Regions from separate parts of the Mus musculus genome. Here region 2 is linked to region 1. A link is a contact called in public HiChIP or PLAC-seq data. All regions are on one chromosome and are shown on one strand. Each heading gives the region's core, a stretch centred on a gene start, on an enhancer-like site or on the middle of the called end of the contact. The rest is flanking DNA. Distances are from core to core; before and after follow the strand shown.

Region 1 (5,155 bases), core at 1,849-4,348:
AGCCTCCTGATCCTTGTACGCTTCGCTTAGTTCCCGAGTCTTACAAGTTTTCATTTGCTTTCTGAGATTTGTGGTCACTGTTCCTTCTCCACAGAAGGGAACTTTTAGTTTTAAAGAAATAGCCACCTAACATGGAGATAGAGGTAAAACCAAACCAAACCAAGCAACCAAACAACCCACAACATCTACACAATGGAGTACTACTCAGCTATTAAAAAGAATGAATTTATGAAATTCCTGGCCAAATGGATGGACCTGGAGGGCATCATCCTGAGTGAGGTAACACATTCACAAAGGAACTCACACAATATGTACTCACTGATAAGTGGATATTAGCCCAAAACCTAAGATACCCAAGATATAAGATACAATTTCCTAAACACATGAAACTCAAGAAAAATGAAGACTGAAGTGTGAACACTATGCCCCTCCTTAGAAGTGGGAGCAAAACACCCTTGGAAGGAGTTACAGAGACAAAGTTTGGAGCTGAGATAAAAGAATGGACCATGTAGACACTACCATATCCGGGGATCCATCCCATAATCAGCTTCCAAATGCTGACACCATTGCATACACTAGCAAGATTATGCTGAAAGGACCCTGATATAGCTGTCTCTTGTCAGAGTATGCCTGGGCCTAGCAAACATAGAAGTGGATGCTCACAGTCGGCTATTGGATGGATCACATGGCCCCCAATGAAGGAGCTAGAGAAAGTACCAAAGAAGCTAAAGGGATCTGCAACCCTATAGGTGGAACAACATTATGAACTAACCAGTACCCCGGAGCTCTTGACTCTAGCTGCATATGCATCAAAAGATGGCCTAGTCGGCCATCACTGGAAAGAGAGGCCCATTGGACACGCAAACTTTATATGCCCCAGTACAGGGGAACGCCAGGGCCATAAAAGGGGAGTGGGTGGGTAGGGGAGAGGGGGTGGGTGGCTATGGGGGACTTTTGGTATAGCATTGCAAATGTAAATGAGCGAAATACCTAATAAAAAATGGAAAAAAAAAAAACAAAAAATAAACTGTGACTAAAAAAAAAAAAAAAAAAAAAAAGTTAACCATACTGCCAATTTCATTAAATGTAAATCTTGAAGCTCTCCAATGAACAGAATAGAGAAGAGACGTTTGTCTCAGTGACAGAGCCTTAGCATGTGCAAGACCCAGTAGGTAGAGGCATGGCTGCAAGTCAACTTTCAACTATATAGTACCAAGAAATTCATCAAAAAAAAAAAAATGATACCAACCAGTCACAATGGTACATACACACAATACCAGCACTCAGAGGCTAAGCCAGAAGAATGATGAGTTCAAGGTAGGCAATGTAGGCTATATAATAATAACATGTCACAAGAAAATAAAAAATAAAAAACACCATAAGAAAAGTAGATTTTCAGCTTATTGACGGATAATAAAATGAGCAACCCTAATCTAAATATAACAGTCCATAAAAAGTTTGCACCAGTTCAAAGATTGTTGTATGCTTGTGTAGCCATCTTTCCAAGAAACAAAAACTGTTATGGACTAAGAACTTAAGAATTAAATCTAGAGTCCTGTAGAAATGGCTCAGTGATTGCGATAACTCAGAGAACCCAGGTTCAAATCCCAGCACCCCACATGGCAGATCACAACTGTCTGTAACTCTAATGTCCTCTTCTGGCCTCCATGAGACCAGTTGCATGAGATACATAAATATACATGCTGGCAATATACTCATATACATAAAATGAATAAATTTTCCTGTTTAAATGAATTAAAAAGAGCATGATGACATAGATTAATAAACTAAACACATGTACATTGTTTCCTTATTGAATGCATTAAACAAAATAAAAGCTCATAAACTCACTTGAGACTATGATAAGCAAAATGGATGTGTGCCAAAATACCATATCTTTTTCATTATGGAAATATAAAATGGTTCCTTGGCATACTTTGTCTTTTTTTATTAGATATTTTCTTTATTTACATTTCAAATGTTATCTCCTTTCCTAGTTTCCCCTCGAAAACACCCTATTCCCTCCCACCTCTCCCTGCTCACCAACCCACCCACTCCTGCTTCCTGGCCCTGGCATTCCCCTATCCTGGGGCATAGAACCTTCATAGGACCAAGGGCCTCTCCTCCCATTGATGACCAACTAGGCCATCCTCTGCTACATATGCAGCTAGAGCCTTGGCATAATTTAGACTTAACAGAACTCTACTGTTAAGCAACAGTTCTGTTTCCCTGCTAAGCATTATGGGTTTCCGTCATACACATACTGTGATGCTGCAACAATTCCTTCCCAACAGAAGCAGGCCTGTGCTTGTCAGTGCCCACAAACAAAGGACTCTTTTATTCTGCTCACTTCCTTCTTAGAGGAAAGGCCTTCACTCAACTGTGACAAGCAACCCCATCCCCAAAGCAGTTTTGAGTCTAAGTGGTGGTAGTATGTGTTATTAGTGGTAGTAGACAAAGTAGAGAACCAGGCTGTGAGGGCAACAGTGGCCTGCAATGCTCAGCTTTCCTAACTGAAGATTTTTGGGGGAGGGAGAATTGGGTTTTGGGTTTGGGGTTTTGGAAATTTTTGTTGTTGTTGTTGTGTTTGTTTGTTTGTTTGTTTTTCAAGACATGTTTTTTCTTTGTCTACTTAGCTGTCCTGGAACTCACTCTGTAGACCAGGCTGACCTTAAACTCACAGAGATCCACCTTCCAGAGAGCAAGGATTTAAAGCCTGTGCCACCACTACCTGGTTACCCTTTCCCTTTTATCCAGATATGCATTCTTATACACACACACACACACACACATATCGCAACACCAACACACAATCACATTCACACAAAGGAGTGGGAGATGAGAGTTATTTTCAAAAACTGACATAAGAAGAACAAGGGAACTACGTGTTTCATAGTCAACTTCTAAAAGTGATTCCATGATTCCTAGTGTTTTCTATGCCCAGAGACAATAATTGAACACACACACACACACACACACACACACACACACACACACACACACCTTGGAGCACATTGACAGAGAGGAAAAGAGAAGCCTTTGACTGGCCTCCTAGCTTATGCAAACATTAGTGAATCCAGCATGAGTCAATGAAGTCCACATTGTTCTCTGTCAAACCACTTGTGGGGGCCTATGATGAGATCCAGGGAGCTGGTGAGTGTACCAGAACAGCCTCTGAAGAACCTCTGACTCAGCTGCACATCAAAGAGGCTGGTTATGTGGGTGCATGGGCAGACCCCCCCAAAGGCATCTGGGTGGTCAGCTCTGTGGCATGTAGAGCAGGCTTTCCCCAGCACTACAGCCATGGCTGAGGGTAGGGTGAAGAGAAGATGAAGGGATAGAAGGAATGGGGCAGCTTCATTGCTGTCTAGGATGAATGTTCACCCTTAAAAAGATGTTTGGTAAGAGCCTAATAGCAATCTAATACTGCCTGGGCAGATACCATGGATATATGCTGAAACCACAGCCTGGGTTGAATCATAATGCTCCCACCTCCTGAGGATGTAACTTTCAGGAAACCTGCTTAATTTGTACTAAGTTTCAGTTTTCTCATTTGTAAGATGTTGATATAAATATTATGCATCTCCAAGAACTGCTACATCAGGGCATATGAACACCAAGCGCTCTTGAACATTACCAGGCACAGGGTGCACACTCAGGCCGTGTTGCTGCTCAAATGTGCTCCATGTGCTGCGAGAAGGAAACACTGAGTGCCTGTTCTTATGAGGTGTGTACTTTACTGGAGATGACAACAGTCAATAAATAATCAGGGAAATAGGATAACGAGCAATGTGGAGAAAAGCAAAAGATTAGGAGTGATGAAATGACTTGATCCTCCCACTGAGAACAGGACAGATGAGATGAGTAGAAGGCAAGCACTCGGCATTCTCTGTCGCATCAAATCCCTAGCCTCAAAAATGAGCAGGCAAACCCCCTCCTCTTTATCATGAAGGATAAAAACTATCTGGAGAGATGCCCCTGCTAAGTTCTGGCACTTAGACTTGCGATGTTGTTCCTTTTCCCTCCGAGACTGCTGTTTAGCATCTTCTAAGGATAAATGTTTTGTATCCCAAAGTCCTTGTTCTTTTTAACTATAATAATGATAAAAACTCTAGGACCCACCCCAAGCAGCCACATACTCTTAGTAGAAGCAGCAAGCGTACTGTATTACCTTTGTAAGAGACAGCATTCTTAAGCTGAAGAGGAAAAGCAACTGCAAGATGGTACAGAGCACAACTCAGTTTTCATGTCTATATAGACCCTAAAGAACACCTTCAAGTGGCTGCTGTGTTTGGGCTGTTTTGTAGCCACACGTGGAATTGCTACCTATCCACATCAAATGTGACCCATGACATTTCCCTTGAATTAAGCAATGCTGACTGGGTGAGCTTGTGACATTTAAGTATGCAAGGAGTCAAGGAAAAGAAACCCTTCCTGGGTCCACATGGAGGAAGTGACGCAGGCCGTTCCTATGTTTCGCTTTATCTTCACTGAAGAGGAGTAAGAAGAGGGTGAAGAGAAGGAAGAGGAGGACATGGGGGCTGGGGGGCAAGAGAATCATATAATGATGTGCAATATTATCTTCACCCACACATTATCTTCCTTCTTGCAAGAACAGTGAATGATATGCTCAACACCCACTAAAAGCTGGAAACCCCAAAGTTCTCTCAGTGTCTGTGGAAAGGACCAAAAGGATCGTTCCCAGATTTCTGTGAAAGATAGTGAAGTAATTGCCAGTCACAGGTAAATCACAGGCATAGTTTCTTTAAGATCAAGTCAGTTACCTCTGAATACCTCTAGCTAAACAGCAAGGTCAAGGAGATTCTCAAGGAATGTGTGCCGGGAATAGACGGAAATGCTCCAAAGCAGCATTGTAATGTCTTCACTGTAATTATGTGTCCAAATGGCAGAGGGGAGAGGCAGTAAGTGCCCAGCTGTGAGGCTCGCTTGCTAGTGTTCCACTTAATGGAAATAGTTTCATGTCCTTGGTATTCAGATGGAGTTATGCTGTTCAAGGAAAATAATGAGAAGTTGCCAAAATTCTTGAGCAAATGCATTTCTTATGAAAATACTTAAGCTTTGGGACCTCTCCTGAATGGTCATCAGATACTTCAAGCTGCAAGTCATGGCTCTTGAGAAAAGCATGGTCCACTGA
Region 2 (5,155 bases), core at 1,781-4,280, 500 kb before region 1:
CATGTGCCACCACATCTGGCTCTAATGTTTAATTTACTAACTTGTATTAACATTTTCTCATAATATGGAATACTGCTTCCTAAACTAATGGATCAAATTTTACCATTTCTTTCATAAAGAATAGACCAGCACTCCGTAGCATATATTGTGGGAAATATTAAAGAATGATAGGCAAGCTCTACTGAACACCCTAGAGTGTTTTCTAGAATCTAGAGAAAATGTGGCTTCCCTTGAAAGATGAGGGGTTGAGTTGAGTCCTGCACCCCCATAAGAAATCCAGCATGGGGACTATCTTAGTTAGGGTTTTACTGCTATGAACAGACACTATGACCAAGGCAACTCTTATAAAGGACAACATTTAATTGGGGCTGGCTTACAGGTTCAGAGGCTCAGTCCATTATCATCAAAGTGGGAGGCAAGGCAGCATCTTGGTAGACATGGGGCTGGAGGAGCTGAGAGTTCTACATCTTGTTCCAATGGCAAACCGGAGAAGAATGGCTTCTAGCCAGCTAGCACAAGGGTCTTAAAGCTCATACCCACACTGACACACTTGCTCCAACAAAACTGCACATACTTCAAGAAGGCAATACCTCCCAGTAATGCTGTTTTCTGGGTGCAGCATATTCACACCACTGTAGGGACTAGTATTTATTAATAATCAACTTCATGCGAGTCTTCTTTTGGCCAAAATGTTAGCCATGTCATCTTACAGATAATGTAAAATATCGTGATGAGTTAAATATGTAACAGCCTGTCATTAAAACTTCCATACTGTTTATCTTATTTGGCTTTGCTTGAGGACTCTTTTGTATTATTGGATCTTTGATTATTATTTTTATAATAATAATGATCCACCATGTAATCCTTTAAAGAAAAGGAATGTGATTTATTACAGGAAGAAAAATGAGTCCATATATCACCCTTCAATTTTTGTGTCTTTATGTATGTGTGTTTCTTTTTGTTTGTTTTCATTTAATTATTTTATTAACATAAAGTTCTGTGGATAGGTAAGGAGGATATGGGAGGAATTAAGGAAAGAGAAAACATGATAAAAATATATGGGATAAAGTAATTTTTCTCAGAAAATCACCTCTATACAGAGACCTGCTGACTAATATCATTTGGTGACACTCTGGCTTGTCTGTCTCTGTTAGCTCTAAGCAACCTAGAATTCTCTGCAAGGCTATAAAGATTTAACATTCCTGCTAGCTACACAAACTTGCACATAGTTCATATTTAAATGAATGCCAGTCACAAGCCAAGCAATGCAGGTTTGAATAAGATATTTGTACCAATTTCTCCCCTCTGTTGAAGTTTATACTTTTCATCCATTTACATCCTGTTAGAAGATAAAGCCTATTCAGTCATTTTCTATACAAAGTGCTGTCCTGAATATGAGTGGCTCAGAGTTTTGTGCTGAGCTGTGAGGTCATCATCATGTCACAGCCAAGCCCTTGCACTGCTGGCTGGGATTTGAAAATAGTGTGCAGAACTTATCCTTGTGTTACTTCATCCCCCATGTGATCCTTTAAAGAAAAGGAATATGATTTATTACAGGAAGAAAGATAAGTCTACATATCACCCTTATTCCTGTGATATTTCTCAGCTACCTGCTGTGTGTGTGGGTGTGTGTGTGGGGGGGGTGTGTGTGTGTGTGTGGGTGTGTGTGTGTGTGTGTGTGTGTGTATATACACCTTTATACGTAGCAATGTGTCTTTTAATAGGTCCTTTGTAGAACTCTGGCAAGTTGGAATTAGATGATCAATCATAAGGCCCTGGGTTTGAGCTAAGACTGATATATTCTTATGTGTTCAATAAGTTAAATGTAAAGCCAAGAGCTCCAAGATTTCTTTGGAGGTGGGAAATGTGTCAACAGGTTTTAGAGTATTTTTTGACATAACAGTCTGAAGCTCACTGAAAAAGACTAGAGGTTTATATCCTGGCACTTTAATACGTACATGAGCAAGTACAATGGAGATGGATGACTTGATGTTTTTGTTATTAAAACATCTACTGTCTCAGTATTTAATTATGGGGATGGAATGTGAGGCTCACGCTCAAATCACACAGGGCCTGTTTGGTTGGTAAGATGAGAACTAGAAAATCTATTCAGTAAGCCTCAAAAGAGTTCTTCATAAATGTAGTATGGAATGATCAAAGTACTGAGAGCAACTAATTCCATATTCAAAAATATAACTGTTCTAAAATTAGGGAGTTGTTTCCCCAAGTAATTGTCTTCCCAAGTTTAGCTTCAGGGAGAGGTGGAATAGAATGTCAAATGCAGAACTCCAAGTCTCTATACATGTGTAGCAAGTTTGTCTTACATCTTCCCAGATGCTGGTCTATTTTCACACCAGCAGCTCCTCATACTTCTCATGACCAACATTTGGCTGGCTCAACATAGGGAGAGAAGAAGATAAAGCAGGACACTGAAGCTAAGGAAAATAGGTTACCTTTGGTGTGTTTTAGTAAAAGCAGCACAGGACGCTTCCCAGAGTTCTCTTCTCAAGTCATAGTGCATTGAAGACTTTCAAGAGTCATTGGCTTGGGATTAAGTACCCAGGGTTTGCATGTAAAACATCACAGGAGGAAAACAACATGACTCATGTCATGTAGAGCTTCATGGGAGAAAGTTAAGAGCAACACAGAGAGAATATGTTGAGGCCACTTTTGATTTCACAGTAGGATAATCACACTGAGCCTGAGCTACCCAATGCATTATGTACAATTGTGCACTGAAAACTGTTAGAATGACTTCCAGGTCACCAAGAGTGTCATCAGGACATGTATCACACTCTAGTAGCACTTAACTTAACTCTGCCACTTAAAATATTGTTAGGGGAAAGGAAAATATTGAACGGTGTCTATAAAAGACAAATCATTCTGATACAGTTATCTACTCACAAGATCTGTGGAAAATGAGGCACTCCAGAGACCTATTTGTTGCATCCTGATGCAGGGCTATAGGAGTGACACTACACTCCCAGCAGCCTGGACAGAGGCAGCACAGAGGCGTGCTGGCATGCACACAAGCGTTCAAGAATCTAGTTAAGATCTGTACCTGGTACAAGATGGGGCAGGTTATATTCACTGTGAAAGCATGTGATAATGGGTCATGGAAAATACAGTGTGGGTTACGAGAAGCCAGGGGAAGTTTCTTGATTTCCATTGAGAGTAGTTTCTAAACACTTGTCCTGTGTACACCCACACAGGTCCCACAGTCTCTAAAGGGATCATTTAGGTCAAGCAAAGGGAAACAGCATGCTTCTGCACTTAATCATTCCTTACAAATATTTGCTTTGTACTTACGTGTCCCAGGTACTGTTCCTGTGTCCTGCAGATCCAGGACTGAGAAGACGTTCCCACGTAGAGAATCGTGATTAAGTGCTTACACTTTCAGTGCAAAGCAGTTACTCTTTTGAGCATTCTTGTACTTAAACCATTTAACTTCCATGAAAATAACTTTAAGAGGTACCATAACCCCCCTTTTATAGGCAAGAAAACAGGCCCTAGAATAACTTGCTAGAGCAGAGGGAAGACCAAAAAGGGGTTCCTTAATTGGCTTGCCATCCTGACTTTGGATACCGGGAATAGAAAGGTGTATTTGAAAGGTGTTGAGGCATGGGACCCAGAGGCTGGAAAGCTATCAATCTCCTGATAATGCCAGAGGTGTTTTGCTTGGTGGCACTTACTTACAGGTTATCTAACTTCATCCTGTAACATGTTACAGATAAGTAAAACAGTGCAGTCTCATAACTAGGTAAGTGGGAGGAGCAGGGATGGTTGAACTCAAGGGACTCATACTACACTGTCACAGAAGAAGAAAACAAAACCAGAAAGAAACAGTTGGAAATTATTTTTCAAATCTGCCTCTAAGAGTCTTGGAGACATGCCTGTGCGTCAATTTTAAAAGTTAATATTGCACTTATATATCATGGCAGGCCTGTGTCAGGCTCAGAGACTCAGTGAGGAGAGGAAGTATTTCTACTGTTTTAAAAAACCCTCATGGTATGTTGAGCATGTGTTTCAGAGAAGTTTTTCACATCCCTTTTTATGTTTGAGAAAAGGAAAAAGGGCCCATGTGGCAACATCATTTGAATTTCACATCCTATTTCACAGAAGTTTTTAGTTCTCAAGAGTAAAAAAATGACTTTCTTGAGTAAACGTAAATTGACTGGTCATATGACATAGGCAAGTGCTTTTGTGTTTTCTATGCATCACCGGCACACAGACACAGGTGTCATCACGCAATGGCAATGATCAACGTGGTCTTCCCACTTTCAGTCACATAAGATCCGGTATCTTTCAGTTCCTGCTGACTACTCTGGAATCCCTACTCCCCAGAATGCCCACAGCATGCTAATATGTCAACTTCCTACCCAGAACCTGCTGGGTCCCTTGATGTCCACAGGAGTCATTCAACTTTCGCAACAACAGGAGGAGTGAAGTCTTCATGTACTAACATTGCCCGTGTGAAACACAAGTTTGAGGACCATCAGAAAAGCAGTGCTCCACTTTCTGTCGTGATACTTTGCACACATGTTCCAGATGATGGAACCTAGCAGACAACTTCCAGGGAGAGATGGCAGCTTCTCTCATCCCTCCAGGAGCCATGGAGTGATGGCTACTTCAGCTTTCCAAGCTGCTTTCTATTTCAAAGAGAACACTGTGGACGTCCCAGTACCTTTGCCAGCACGCTTCCAGCGGGTCTGTCCGGATGTGTCCCTAAACGTGTAATGCATCCTCAGACTCAAGCTGGGAGACAATAGAATTCAACTAGGAATCACAACGTGGCTGATTGCATTGACTTTACAATAATTCTACAAAGAAAGAACACTATTTCCATGAGCCTGTTGTGTGTAAAAGAGCCCAGCTAGTGTGTGTAAGTACATGGAAAGTACCTGCCTGACACAGACCAAGCAGTCAGGACTTCAGAACCCATGTTTAACTCTCTTTCCACTGTGTCACACTGTCTTCTTGGCAGACAAACAAAATCCAACAGTCTTTATTGACGTCCATTTTAAAACATTATCCAGGAGTCCTTGATTTTATATGTTATAGAGTTTTATTCCTGGAAAAACATGCTCCAGTAACCCAGAAATCTCAAATTAAGACAAACTGCTATTCATTTGCATTGTGAGGACTGGTTTCTGTT

The links. HiChIP or PLAC-seq counts read pairs in DNA pulled down with a chosen protein or histone mark.
Region 2: a contact with region 1 is called in an HNF4G HiChIP or PLAC-seq map of pancreatic cancer cells. The contact joins two enhancer-like sites. A contact is called at or near these places in 1 of 484 Hi-C or Micro-C datasets (ventricular fibroblasts) and 1 of 115 datasets of contacts at active chromatin or transcription factors (pancreatic cancer cells).

What each region holds. Positions count from the first base shown.
Region 1 is chr12:35,207,629-35,212,783 of GRCm38.p6, reverse strand. No RefSeq gene overlaps it. Among named protein-coding and RNA genes, the nearest start is that of Mir680-3, 15 kb to the right of the region's middle. Within about 2 kb of position 3,098, at least 47 of the 459 cell types and tissues checked have an H3K27ac peak or open chromatin away from gene starts, as enhancers often do. A contact at or near this core is called in pancreatic cancer cells, where this site is marked.
Region 2 is chr12:35,710,851-35,716,005 of GRCm38.p6, reverse strand. No RefSeq gene overlaps it. Among named protein-coding and RNA genes, the nearest start is that of 9130015A21Rik, 18 kb to the right of the region's middle. Within about 2 kb of position 3,030, at least 79 of the 459 cell types and tissues checked have an H3K27ac peak or open chromatin away from gene starts, as enhancers often do. A contact at or near this core is called in pancreatic cancer cells, where this site is marked.